3 separate regions of the Sus scrofa genome follow, and regions 1 and 3 are each linked to region 2. The links are chromatin contacts, called in public Hi-C and HiChIP or PLAC-seq maps. All regions are on one chromosome and are shown on one strand. The core of a region is the stretch at or near the end of the contact, and the rest is flanking DNA. Distances in the headings are between cores, read along the strand shown. Region 1 has its middle 110 kb from the start of TGFBR2. Region 2 overlaps TGFBR2 (TGF-beta receptor type-2). Region 3 has its middle 89 kb from the start of TGFBR2.

Region 1 (4,050 bases), core at 407-2,906, 160 kb after region 2:
CTCAGGACAAAACACTTGGCTTGAGTCACAAATCATTTAATTGTCCTGTTCCTTACACACAGGGAAGGGCTTTGGGCTCAGTATTGGATATGGACTCAAGTCCTGTTCTTGCTACTCATATATAAGCCTCTGCACAGATGGGGCCTGTTTGCTTATCTGTAAAGTAGGGGTGCTCATAGAAAGAGCTTAGAATTTATTGAGCCCTTATTGTATTCCAAACATTTGCGTATATTATTTTGCTTAGTACCTAACAATCATCTCTATAATGTAGATGTGACTGCTACTCCCTTTCCCACCCCCATGTCATAGGTGTAGATACCGAAGACCAAGCCACCAAACAGGCTTTGGTAATTAAAGAAGGGCATGCACATAGCCAGAGACAGCCATGGACTTGAAACTCAGGGTCTTAGTGCATATATTATGTGATTCCTATATATATAGTCTTTTTGTCTTTTTAGGGCTGCACCCATGGTATATGGAGGTTCCCAGGCTAGGGGTATAATCAGAGCTGTACCACCAGCTATGCCACAGCCATAGTAACTCGGGATCCGAGTGGAGTCTGCGACCTACACCACAGCTCACCACAACACCAGATCCTTAACCCACTGAGTGAGGCCAGGGATTGAACCCACGTCCTCATGGATGCTAGTCGGGTTCTCTAACCTCTGAGCCACGAAGGGAACTCCATGTGATTCCAGTATAAATGGGAGGACAAAGTGAAGTCATTGTGTGTCTCTAATTGAATTGATCACACTCTTATAATTATCTTGAACACATATTGCCTCCACTATTAGACTAGTGGAATCACAAAGTTACAAACATGCCTTTTATCCATCTTCATGCCTCTAGGGTTTAGCAGGGAGCCTGGTTCATGAAAGATTTTTTTAATAGCTCTCTCTCCTTGCTCATTCCATTCCTTGCTTTCTTTCTCCTCTAACAACAGAAATTACATTTGACACACAGGGTCATAACAAAGACATGCCTGTGGGAGGAGTGAAAAGCAGAGCATGTCCTGGGCACACTCCCCAGTTTTCCCTCCCTCCACTTGCTGATAATCCACACTGCCACTCTGCCTCCCACAAATCCAGCTTTGGCACTGACCCTGTGATTCCAGAGCAGGTTAGGGTGAGTGCTATGTCTGGAACATGACTGTAATTAGGCAGGAGGTTTAAAATTCTAAGTGTCATTAGCTGTCTCTGAAGCCTAGGGCTTGGCCTCATTCATTGCATAAGGTGAGTGAAAAAGACCCCTGGCCACAAGTTTCATTTAGTCGGTGATATTGAATTCACATAAGGGGCCCAAAGGGTGGGAATTTAACAAATTCTATAGAATATACCAGGTTTAGAAAACACAGATTTTTTTAGTGCCACCTACTGCTAAGTTATAGGGAAATCATTGAATTCTTATTTATTTGCTGGGTTCTATACAGGGCCCCAAAGGAAAATGTTAACAGCTGCTCTCAGCTGTGTGCTTTTTGTTTATTAGTTTTGTAAGTTTATAACTTGTGCAACATGTAATATTTCTTGGGATGCTTTGATTTATATAGATGGTAAATAATAATGCAATAAATAATAATGCAAGAGTCCATACCCCAGGGCGTGTTAATCCTTCTTGGTGAGTAGAGAACAACTACTCCTTTTGCAGATAGAAGGGGATCGCATTTCAAGAACATTAAATGGCATGCCTTGGACCAGAGGATGGGACAGTCCTGAGCAAGACTGGTGAACAAAGGCCAAACCTCAAAATTTCCTCATTAATTTAGTAATCAGAATCAGATTATGCGGAAGCACTTTGGAAAGAAAATAAGAAAGTAGGCTGAGACTTCAAACTAAAAATAAGCATAGGGAGTTTTGAATTGTTTACCTTGGCTGTCCTCTGTCCTTTCAGTGACCTTGACTGGATAGCTGCTTGGGATCCTCAAGGCTGATCTCTTATTCCCTAAGCAAATAGGACTTTCACTGCAATGAGCGGAAGTTGAGTATTGGGAAGAGAGAAAATGTGCCAAACCATCTGCTTTTTTACTCATTTCACTTCTTGATCTATATGTGGCCATTACTTGGGAAATGAAAATGGAGCCACTCTGTTGTGGACAGCTACAAGTTTTAGGAAGAAGTAACTGGATTCACTTAAAAATTTTGATGTAAGTCTATTTGATTTACAATGTTGTGTTAATTTCTGCTGCACAGCAAAGTGATTCAGTTATATATATGTGTACATATATATTCTTTTTCATATGTATATGCATTCTTTCCTATATATATTCTTTTTCATATTCTTTTCCATTGTGGGTTATCACAGGATATTGAATCTACTTCTCTGTGTTCTACAGCAAGGCCTTGTTGTTTATCCATCCTATATGTAATAGTTTGCATCTGCTAATCCCAAACTCCCCATCCATCCCTCTTCCAAGCTCCATCCCCCTTGGCAACCACAAGTCTGTTCTCTATGTCTGTTAGTCTGTTTCTGTTTCACAGATAATTTCATTTGTGTCATATTTGAGATTACATATATAAATGATGTCATGGTGTATTTGTCTTTTTCTGTCTGACTTTTTTCACTTAGTATGATCATCTTTAGGTCTCTCCATGTTGTTGCAGTGCCAATATTGCATACTTTTTAATGGCTGAATAATATTCCGTTGTGTATATATACCACAGCCTCTGGGTTTACAGGTTTTTTTGGCTTTTTTTTAGGGCCACACCCACTGCACATGGAGGTTACCAGGCTAGGGGTCTAACAGAGCTACAGCTGCCAGCCTATACCACAGCTACAGCAATGCCAGATCTGAGCCACATCTGTGACCTTTACCACAGCTTGTGGCAATGCCAGATCCTTAACTTACTGAGCGAGCCCAGGGATTGAACCTGTAACCTCATGGTTCCTAGTCAGATTCATTTCTGCTGAGCCATGATGGGAACTCTCTGGATTTCCTTTTTTATGTTGAGTTTTGTTGGGTGATTTGAAATTCTTAAAATTCCGCAAATCAATATTGAACATATTTACCTCATTCATGGCACCTCTGCAGGGAATCACAGGGCTGGATGGAGTGCAAGAGATTACTGAGAGCTCCTCTCTAATTGAAAGGATAAAAAATTGAACCTCTCGAAAGGGGAAGAGGAAGAGCTTTAGGCAATAGTACCATCTAGTAGCAAAGCTGTGACTTGGACCTACTTCCCTTTGTTCTTGCATCCCTCTCCAGCACGCTACACTACATCTTACCACCATTGATGTTCAATCCCTTACAAAAAGTCCTTCAACTAGCATATTGCAAAATACAGATTTTTAGACTCTTAATCCACTAATCTATCTACCTTCTACCATCCTATTTTGTGTAACATTAAAAAAAAACACAATAAATAAGGGAATGTATGAAGTAAAATTGTGCCATTGTGCCTCTAGACCCTATTCTGCAAAATGACAACCTAATTTCTGGTCTTAGAGTGGAAATATTTTACAGAAATGATGGGTTATAAGGTGAACAATAGTAAGAGTTCCAAGGTATTTCACTGATGGATTTTATTTTTAGAGTTTTTTTTTTTTTTCCCTGGAAGGAAGCAACTTGGCAACAGTCCCTTTGGAAACGAGGGCCATGCTAACTGTTCATCATAAGTTATAACCATTTACACAAAGGAACAACAAAAGCAAGTTTGGACATGTTTATTAATTACCAAAGTTATTTTTTAGTCCATGACTTATTTTTATCCTACAGACACTTTAGGAAATCAGAGAAAAACTATTTTCCTTCAAGATATACTGAGAAAGTATTCTAAAATATCTCACAATGTGAAAGACAATGAGTGCTTTATTTTATTATTTTTATTTTTTAATTTATTTTTTTTTCTTTTGAGGGCTGCACTCACAGCATATGGAAGTTCCCAGGCTAGGTTTCAAATCAGGGTTGCAGCTGCTGGCCTACACTATATCCACAGCAACACCAGATCTGAGCCATGTCTGCAACCTACACCATAGCTCACGACAATGCCAAGTCCTTAACCCACTGAGTGAGGCCAGAGATCGAATCTATGTCCTCCTGGATACTAGTCAGGCTCA
Region 2 (4,087 bases), core at 509-3,008:
GAGGAACACGATGAAAAATAGAAAAAGATTTGGCAGAACAAACTGTCTTGAATCCAGTGGTTTCTAACACTGGCTGCATATTAGAAGAGCTTGATGAGGGTTTTGTTTTTTTTTTTTTAATCTGGACACCAGGCCCCAGACCAATTAAATCTGAAACTGCAGGACTAAGACCTAGCTAATGAGTCATTTTTAAACCTTCTCAGGTGTTTCCAATGTGTAGCCAAGATTGAGAACAACTATTGCAGCCCGACAGGAGACTAGGATGGGATCTGGAAAAGAGAAGGCAAGGAAGGAATTTTAATCACTACTTTTAGGATTCATTTCCAGCATCGATGCTGGAAACAGCAGTATGAGCTTCATATATACATACACACACACACATATATACATAGATACACACATATATATTTAAATAGAGATGCAAATTTGATTTCTTTAAAAGTTAATAATGTGTGAAATCTAAAATATGGCAGATAAACTTATCTATAAAACAGAAATAGACTCACAGAAATAGAGAACAGACTTGTGGTTGCCAAGGGAGAGGACTGGGTGGGAGAGGGAAGGACTAGGAGTTTAGGGTTAGAAGAGGCAAACTAGCATATATCGGATGCATAAACAACAAGGTCCTACTGTAGAGCACAGGGAACTCTATTCAGTATCCTGCGATAAACCATAATGGAAAAGAACATGAGAAATAATTTCATATTATATATATATATATATATTCTGAGTCACTGTGTTGTACACCTGAAACTAACACATTGTGAATGTAAATCAACTATACTTCAATAAATTAGTTTTGAAGGCATAATTATTGCTGGAAACATTGCTATTTTAGCTGCATGCAAGAGTTATCTGAGGATCAGAAAAGGTTTTCCAGAAGCAAGTGAGCCAGACGTCCAACTGGAGGTAAATACAAGCCTTGGAGTTCAGGACGGGCGGAAACAAGGGTCAGTTTCCCAGAGGTTAGTTAGCTCCCAGGTGTTTTTCCACTGGTGGGACACTGAGGTACTTGTCAAGTAGCAAACAGTCTCCTGGACCCTTTTTGCTGTCACCCATCTGTGTGTTGTTTACAGAACACAAGGAGGCAGCTGTGAGATGAGAGATGGCTGACCACAGCCTGGCAGCAACGCCAGCCTCACTGGTCCAACTGTTTTATTGGCTACTCACATCCAGGGGATGGGATTCGAAACAGACTGTGTCCTTAATGGATCCCACACTACTGCGATTCACGTCAGAGTGAGGTTCAAGGGTAGAAATATTCACAGCCGGCAACCACATCTGGCCTCAGAACATCTTTGTTTACTTTGTTGCTTAGGGAAAATAAAAATCCACAAAAACCAGTTGCTTTGCCTGAAGACACTAGAAATGCATGCTAAGCTTCACTCGGCTGAGTCAGAGCCCTCCAGCATGTATGATCTTTATTATTTCCTTGGCCAGACACGGGCCAAGTTCCCAGATGCAGAGGATGCTTCTAACCTAACTCATTCTCCACCCAAGGCTCCTTCAGTCCTGAGTCATCCCCTCAAATAACTGATTTCTATTCCCCAGAATGAGATGGGTGACTTTTAATCCGCAATTTTCTTCCTCTTCTAACAACTTTTCTCCTCCGTATTGCCACACTTTTTTTTTTTCTTTTGCAATGAGACCAGAAAGTAAATCTGGCATGTTTCTTTAGAAACAAAAAGGCACAAGTGGTGAGCCAGCTATTTTGAGCTGTGAGAGCACAGTTCAAAGGCCACACACCAACAGCACCATCATTCTGCTGATTTCTTACACGCAAGAACCCAGAGCTTCCCTTACGAAGGCAGCTGCCGGAGGCTGGAGCAAAACACACAAAATGAGATTTGAGAGAAAGAGGCCAGCACATCCAAGCCCTCCCCATCTCAGAAACCCAGCTGAGTCCATAAAACACCCCAGGCACGTGATCCACACCGGGAGTACGCCTGCTGGATGGCGGGAAGCAACGTTATTAAGGTCACAACAGGTCCAGAGGGAACCAGCTGGCTGAGATGTTCTGCTAGCGAGTTAAACAGAGACAGGAAACCGCGTGTCTGATACTGTAAAAAAAAAAAAAAAAAAAAAAAAAAAAATCATTTGTCTTCCTGCCAGCTTTAGGCTTGCAAACCAAAGAGGCTGTTTTCATTTAAAAGAAACTCGACAACAATGAGGGAGGAAAGAAAGAAACTTTGTGGCTGCTTGAGTCCCAGACTCAGTGCTCCCAGCCTCCCAGGTGGGGAGCATGCGCCTGCGCTACTGTGGCCCTGCAGGCAGACTCAGGGTCTCAAGGAGCATGTTCTGGGTGATGGGCACTTTCTACTTAACCATGTAGGGTGAACTTTGAGACAGAGTGGTTTCTAGAGTCCTGGTTTCTAATTAGAAATAACTGACATATTTACTGCTCATTCCATCCTGTAAAAAAAGAAAAATCTCATGCAACCCAGAGATGGGCATGTAGTGGAGGGAGCCAAAAGAAATTCAAGCAGGAGCTAGAATCCAGACAAATGGAAGGTCCATAAAGGAACACTGGCAAGCAGGGGTGATGTCAGTGTACAAAATGCATGCTCACATGCTTGCTAGAAGCATAACTCACGCTTTTCTGGTAGTTAGCGTTGCAGGAAGAAATGCAACAACACAACGTGGTCATCTACATCAGGGGTTGAAGCCTTGTTTGCAAATAAAATTTTATTGGAACACTGTCTCGTCCCCTTGTTTACAGATCCAGCAGCAGCTGCAGTGAGGCTCTGTGGCTTGCAAAGCCAAAGATATTTTTGTAACTGGTCCTTTAGCAAAGAAGTCTGCAGACCCCTGCTAGATATGCCTCCGAGTGTCCTTAAGATCAGAAGCAAGTATGTCCTCCTGAGGGGAGAAAACGTTCCAGGGCAGAGAACTGACTGAAGTTTCTCCCAGCTCCCTCAGCAAGGTGATGGTACAATGCAGAGAAGAGTTTCCTCAACGGTGCACTTTCCAGTGAGTATGTCCCTCGGATTCACAGGTACCAAGAGAATGGATGGTACCTACACACCAGTCAGCTGAAGGAATTTACTGCAAAGTACCTCCCTCATCTGACAAAACCCAAAGAGGAGGCATTTGAATCTACCAGAACAACAGTAACTATTTTCAGCTGAAATTTACTGCATATTGCTCTGTGCCTGGAACTAAGTTCCCTACATGAATAAACTCATTTATCCTCACAAAAATTGCACTCAGGTGACTGTGAGCCATGGAGCAGAGCAGTCCTCCTGGGTTCCCTTACCTGCTGCCCTCCACCCAGGTGCCCCTTTCCAGTATGATCTTTGGCTTGGTCAGGTCACACGTGTCTCCTCTGGGCAGTTTCATTTCCTGGGGTTAGACTCCAGCCCCACTCTGGGGCCCTGGAAGGGGTCCCCCCTCGGCAGTTCCAGAGGTGGAATTAGATGCAGGCTCTGCCTCTAAAGCAGTGATTGCCTTGCTTTTTAAACATGGCCCCACCCGAACCACAAGTGACACCAATTCATCAGCATTGCGTGGGTGTGGCCTGGGGCTCACTCAGCACCTCAGACCCACCCCTAGGTGTTTCCAGTGAGTGAATGGGTTCGAGAATCACGAGACCTGTGGGCTTTTACAAGGATAGATGGACACAAAGGCAAGTCTGAATGCCCTCCCCACTCTCCAAGGGCCCAGTGCAGGGAGAATGCCAAGACTGATCTGCTGAGGTTGGGGGTAAGGAACTGCTGTTTTCACCTCTGGAGGGGAGAGGAGAAAACAGAGCTGCAGAGATGTTAAGAAACTCAGACCAGGTCATTGAGCTGTCCAGGAGTTTTCTCTTGCTCTTAAAAGTTCTGAAATAATAAAACGCTTTTTCAATGACAGCTGGTCCTGAGTCTGAGTTCACCTACATCAAGATGCTTTCAGTTCTTTCTAAGGTCCGGGATCATTCACTCTTGGTAGAGAACTGAGGCTGGAGAATTCATGTAACTCCTCCCAACGCACAGAGTGACTAAGTGGGAGAGCTGCAGAGACTTGGGTTCTCCAGTCACCGCTCCCTGTTCTGCCTCAACTTTATGCTGCACTGTCTTCCCACTGAACAAAGAATTGACAAAAAGAT
Region 3 (3,945 bases), core at 1,359-3,858, 140 kb after region 2:
GCACGCAGAACACCCATGTCAAAGCTCCTTTCTGCAGGAGTGTGGTCAGGCACTTGAACTCAGCCCTGCTCAGGTATAATAAAGTGTAACTGCAGCAAAAGATAACTTTATCCACCTATTCCTAGTCCTTAGCACACAGGCTCCTCAGTGGATTTGGCTGTTGTCCCTCACTGTGCATTCTTTTACTGATAGAGCCAGCTGTCCCAGGAAATTCAGGAGGCCACATAGATAGCAAAATAAGAAACCGACCCATTACAAGTGGAAGAAGTCATTTTGTAGGCTAGTTACATTAGAGCCATCTGTTCTTGAAATAATACACAACAAACTTAGAATTATTAACAAATAATTTACCTCTCTAATTTGAGGTAAGCTAGGAAAATATTAGTGTTATTTATAAATAAATGTCTTCTCCTCTTCAAGTATTTATGAACAAGTATTGAGTTCTAAAGTTTATATAGTAAATTCTTTAATCTTCTCCCACAAATCTGTTCCTTGTTTTCTGTTTTTCTCTCGGTCACTTCCCCTAGTGACTCAAGCTAGAAATTTGAATTGTTTCAACTTTTCCCTCTTCTTTGGACTTTATATTAATCATCAAGGTCTATCTATCACACCTCTGAAATTTCTCAAGAAACTTTTGTTCTTCATCTCTGCTGGCTTTGCTCTAGATTAGTCTTGTAATCAACTGCTTGGTCAATTATGATAGCCTCCATTCTGGTTTTTCCGCTTCCACTTTTTTTTTCACCATTGCTGGTTTTAAAGCACCTTAGAGTATGATTCTATTCTATCAACACCCTTATTGTCTACAGAATGAAGTTGGAACTCTTTGATCATGCATAATGTTTAAGATAATTTATTCATTCAAACTTTCATTAAGCTTCTACTGTTTATTCCCCAGCAGCAAAATAATAAACAAAGACCATTTCCCATCTTTGAAGAAAGCTTCATATAATCTAGTAGAGGAGTTGTATGTATGATGACAAATACAGTAAGTATAACAGGTGTGTTAGGAGTTCATTTGAGTTAGTTTAAGAGGTCAATAAGAGGGTCGTTAATTAATTCCTGTAAGTACATCTGTTGGTTGACTTCCTAGTTTGCGTGGTATACTTCCAATAATCTTTGTGCTGCTTTTGGTTTTTAGGCACAAAATGTATCATATAGGCTGAGCCAATTAGTGTTTTTCTTGCCCCTGGTCTCAGTCAGTGGTTCAAGAATGGATTTATGAATAAGTCTGGTCAAACAAGAAATCTGAGTCTCAGGGAGTTTCCTGGTGGCCTAGTGGTTACAAATCCAGCATTGTCACTGCTGTGGCACGGGTTTGATTCCTAGCCTGGGAACTTCCACATGTTGGCCTGGACCAAAAAAAAAATTCTCAGGATTTTGCTGGGAAATCTGGGTCAAAGATGCTTTTAGTTTCTTTCTGGACCAAGAAGCCGAATAACCTGGGAGCTGCTGACCACCATTTGAAAAATAAAAGGGAAGCCAAGGTCAGGACGAAGCCGGCACTATGAAAAACAAGGCAAAAAGATAACAGGAAATGTATCCTTGCTTATACTTTTGAGCTGAGGGATCTGATATTGCTTAAATTTTGCCTAAATTCTGAACTTTTTAGGTGAGCAATTTATCCCCTTTTCAACAAGACTGTACTTGACTTTGGTTCCTGGATCTTCTTCTTTTTTTTTTTTAAATTTATTTTATTGGAGTAGAGTTGACTTACAATATAAGTTCCAGTTCTACAGAAGAGTTAATCAGTTATGCATATACATATATCCATTCTTTTTCAGATTCTTTTCCCATATAGGTTATTACAGAACACTGAGTAGGGGTCTCTGTTATATAGTTACTTGTTACTTGTCTATTTTCTATTTATTAGTGTATATATGTTAATCCCAAATTCCTAATTTTTCCCTTCCCCGTAGCATTTTCCCTTTGGTAACCAAAAGTTTGGTTTTGAAATCTTTGAGTATGTTTCTATTTTGTGAATAAGTTCTTTGGAATCATTTTTTATTAGATTCCACATATTAGTGATATCATTTGGTATTTGTCTTTCTCTGCCTGATTTACTTCACTTAGTATGATAATCTCTATGTCCATCCATGTTGCTGTGAATGGCATTATTTCATTCTTTTTAATGGCTGAGTAATATTCCATTGTATATATGTACCACACCTCCCTTCTCCATTCCTCTATTGATGGTCCCTGTCTTTAATTTTTCTTCTCTCAGAAATTGCTGGGAACCTTGCTTTTTGGGGGTGCTAAAGAATGGCCTCTTTTCTGGTCCAGATTCTTTCTTATGGGATTTACCTTACTTTTGTCAACTGTGTTCTTCTGAGTTGAAATGTCTGCTTTTTGCTTCAGGACTCTGATATTAAGTCTCATTCTCTTTTTTTATTTTATTTTTTTTTTCGCTTAAGCACATATTCTTTCAGATGGATTGTGCTATTCATGCTCCCCTCACCCCATACATCCTTCACAATTTATCTTTGGGAAACCACCCTTCTCTGTTCTCAGCCCATATAGTGTAGGAGTCTCTGACTGTAGCCTGTGGCTTTAGGACAGGACCCAGACCCATGCTTGACTATCAAGCTCACTGTTGTTTCTTTAGTTACAGATATGAGGTTAGCAGTGAATCTGTGGTCAGTCTGAGTCATCAGCATCTCTGGTATATTAGTCAGCATCCAAACAGGAAGCAGGGTAATTTGAACAGGAAGATTTATTATTATTAATGATCTCAGGGAATTAACTAAAAAGAGAAGAGAAATCTAAAGAACATTCTAGGGCTGAGGAAGAATACCCAAGGAAGAAACAAACTTAGATAGAAAAATTTCCCCAGGCCAGGATGCACACCCCACTGGAGAGAATTGTAGCCATGGAACGGTGAGGTTCCTTAGAGTACTCAGACTACAACTGAGCCAGCCTGGGTGGGACCACCTGCAAGCAGAGAACCATCTACTAGGGGTACTTATGAGTTTCACCAGAAATCTGCCTGCAGGGGTTGCTGTGAAACTTGCTGGGAGTCAAGCTGGAATGGTTTTGTTTAGCCAGTGGGGACACGAGGAAACTGTTACCAGGAAGCTGATGATAAGTGAGCTGTGGCACCCTGTGGAACCCACTCTGAGGAAGCCTGCTGTGTTAATTCCAGAGGTTGACAGGAAGCTGCCCGCAGGGTTTGTTCCAAGGATCTCCCTGCTGGAAAGCCACCCAAGGGGGTTACCTCCACTGAGTGTCCTGTGTGTCAGCCCCATACAACAGGAGCAAGAAAAACTCAAGTAGGCTGGGACTAGGAAAAGAAGCCCATTCCCTCTCTGGGGACCCTCCAGCACCTTCTACTGGTAAAGCTTCACATCATTCTAGCTGGCAAGGGAAAAGTGTATATTGCTAAGCAGTCCATTTGGGACTTTTTATCATAATTCTAGGAAAGAGATGTTCTTTGGTACCTAATGAAGAACACTCAGAGAAAGGTGGTGGCCATCTTACCACCAGGAGGGGAAAGGGTAGCCTTGGACTTTTTAGTATAAAAAGTCCCTTCCCCTCTCCAACTAAACAAGTTTTGAGCTGGATTTAAGTGTCTTACAGTCTAAAGAGTGCTAATCAAATCTTAACAAACCTTAAAGTCAAGTCATTATTAACTCTTTAAACTGCATGTGTTGTTTCCCATTCTTCGACCCTGGTTCCTGGGTACATCATCCCAGATGCAGATGTGATCTAGGATCTGAGAGCTGCATTAGTGCAGGGAGTCCTCTTGAACTTGAAATGGACTTTGCACTGTCCCGTAGAACTCCTTTCTGTGTCATTCCCTTTGCAGGCATGTCACAGTCAGTGATGGTTTAATCATTTCATTCTCAGTATCATATGAGTTACAGTGAAACAAATGAGATGGAGACATTCATGGGATGGAGTGGCAGTCGTGGGATGACGGAGTTCTCAATGAGAGAATCCAGGTTTGGG

The links. Hi-C and Micro-C count contacts between places; a contact is called where the count stands out from the background. HiChIP or PLAC-seq counts read pairs in DNA pulled down with a chosen protein or histone mark.
Region 1: a contact with region 2 is called in a Hi-C map of skeletal muscle, with 1.9 times the contacts expected there. The contact joins two enhancer-like sites. A contact is called at or near these places in 3 of 47 Hi-C or Micro-C datasets (embryonic fibroblasts and skeletal muscle) and 2 of 2 datasets of contacts at active chromatin or transcription factors (alveolar macrophages and skeletal muscle).
Region 3: a contact with region 2 is called in an H3K27ac HiChIP or PLAC-seq map of alveolar macrophages. The contact joins two enhancer-like sites. A contact is called at or near these places in 1 of 47 Hi-C or Micro-C datasets (embryonic fibroblasts) and 1 of 2 datasets of contacts at active chromatin or transcription factors (alveolar macrophages).

What each region holds. Positions count from the first base shown.
Region 1 is chr13:16,675,832-16,679,881 of Sscrofa11.1, reverse strand. No RefSeq gene overlaps it. Among named protein-coding and RNA genes, the nearest start is that of TGFBR2, 110 kb to the left of the region's middle. Within about 2 kb of position 1,656, at least 10 of the 83 cell types and tissues checked have an H3K27ac peak or open chromatin away from gene starts, as enhancers often do. A contact at or near this core is called in skeletal muscle, where this site is marked.
Region 2 is chr13:16,832,167-16,836,253 of Sscrofa11.1, reverse strand. All of the region lies in intron 3 of TGFBR2 (TGF-beta receptor type-2), which reads right to left. Among named protein-coding and RNA genes, the nearest start is that of TGFBR2, 50 kb to the right of the region's middle. Within about 2 kb of position 1,758, at least 53 of the 83 cell types and tissues checked have an H3K27ac peak or open chromatin away from gene starts, as enhancers often do. A contact at or near this core is called in alveolar macrophages, embryonic fibroblasts and skeletal muscle, where this site is marked.
Region 3 is chr13:16,693,419-16,697,363 of Sscrofa11.1, reverse strand. No RefSeq gene overlaps it. Among named protein-coding and RNA genes, the nearest start is that of TGFBR2, 89 kb to the left of the region's middle. Within about 2 kb of position 2,608, at least 14 of the 83 cell types and tissues checked have an H3K27ac peak or open chromatin away from gene starts, as enhancers often do. A contact at or near this core is called in alveolar macrophages and embryonic fibroblasts, where this site is marked.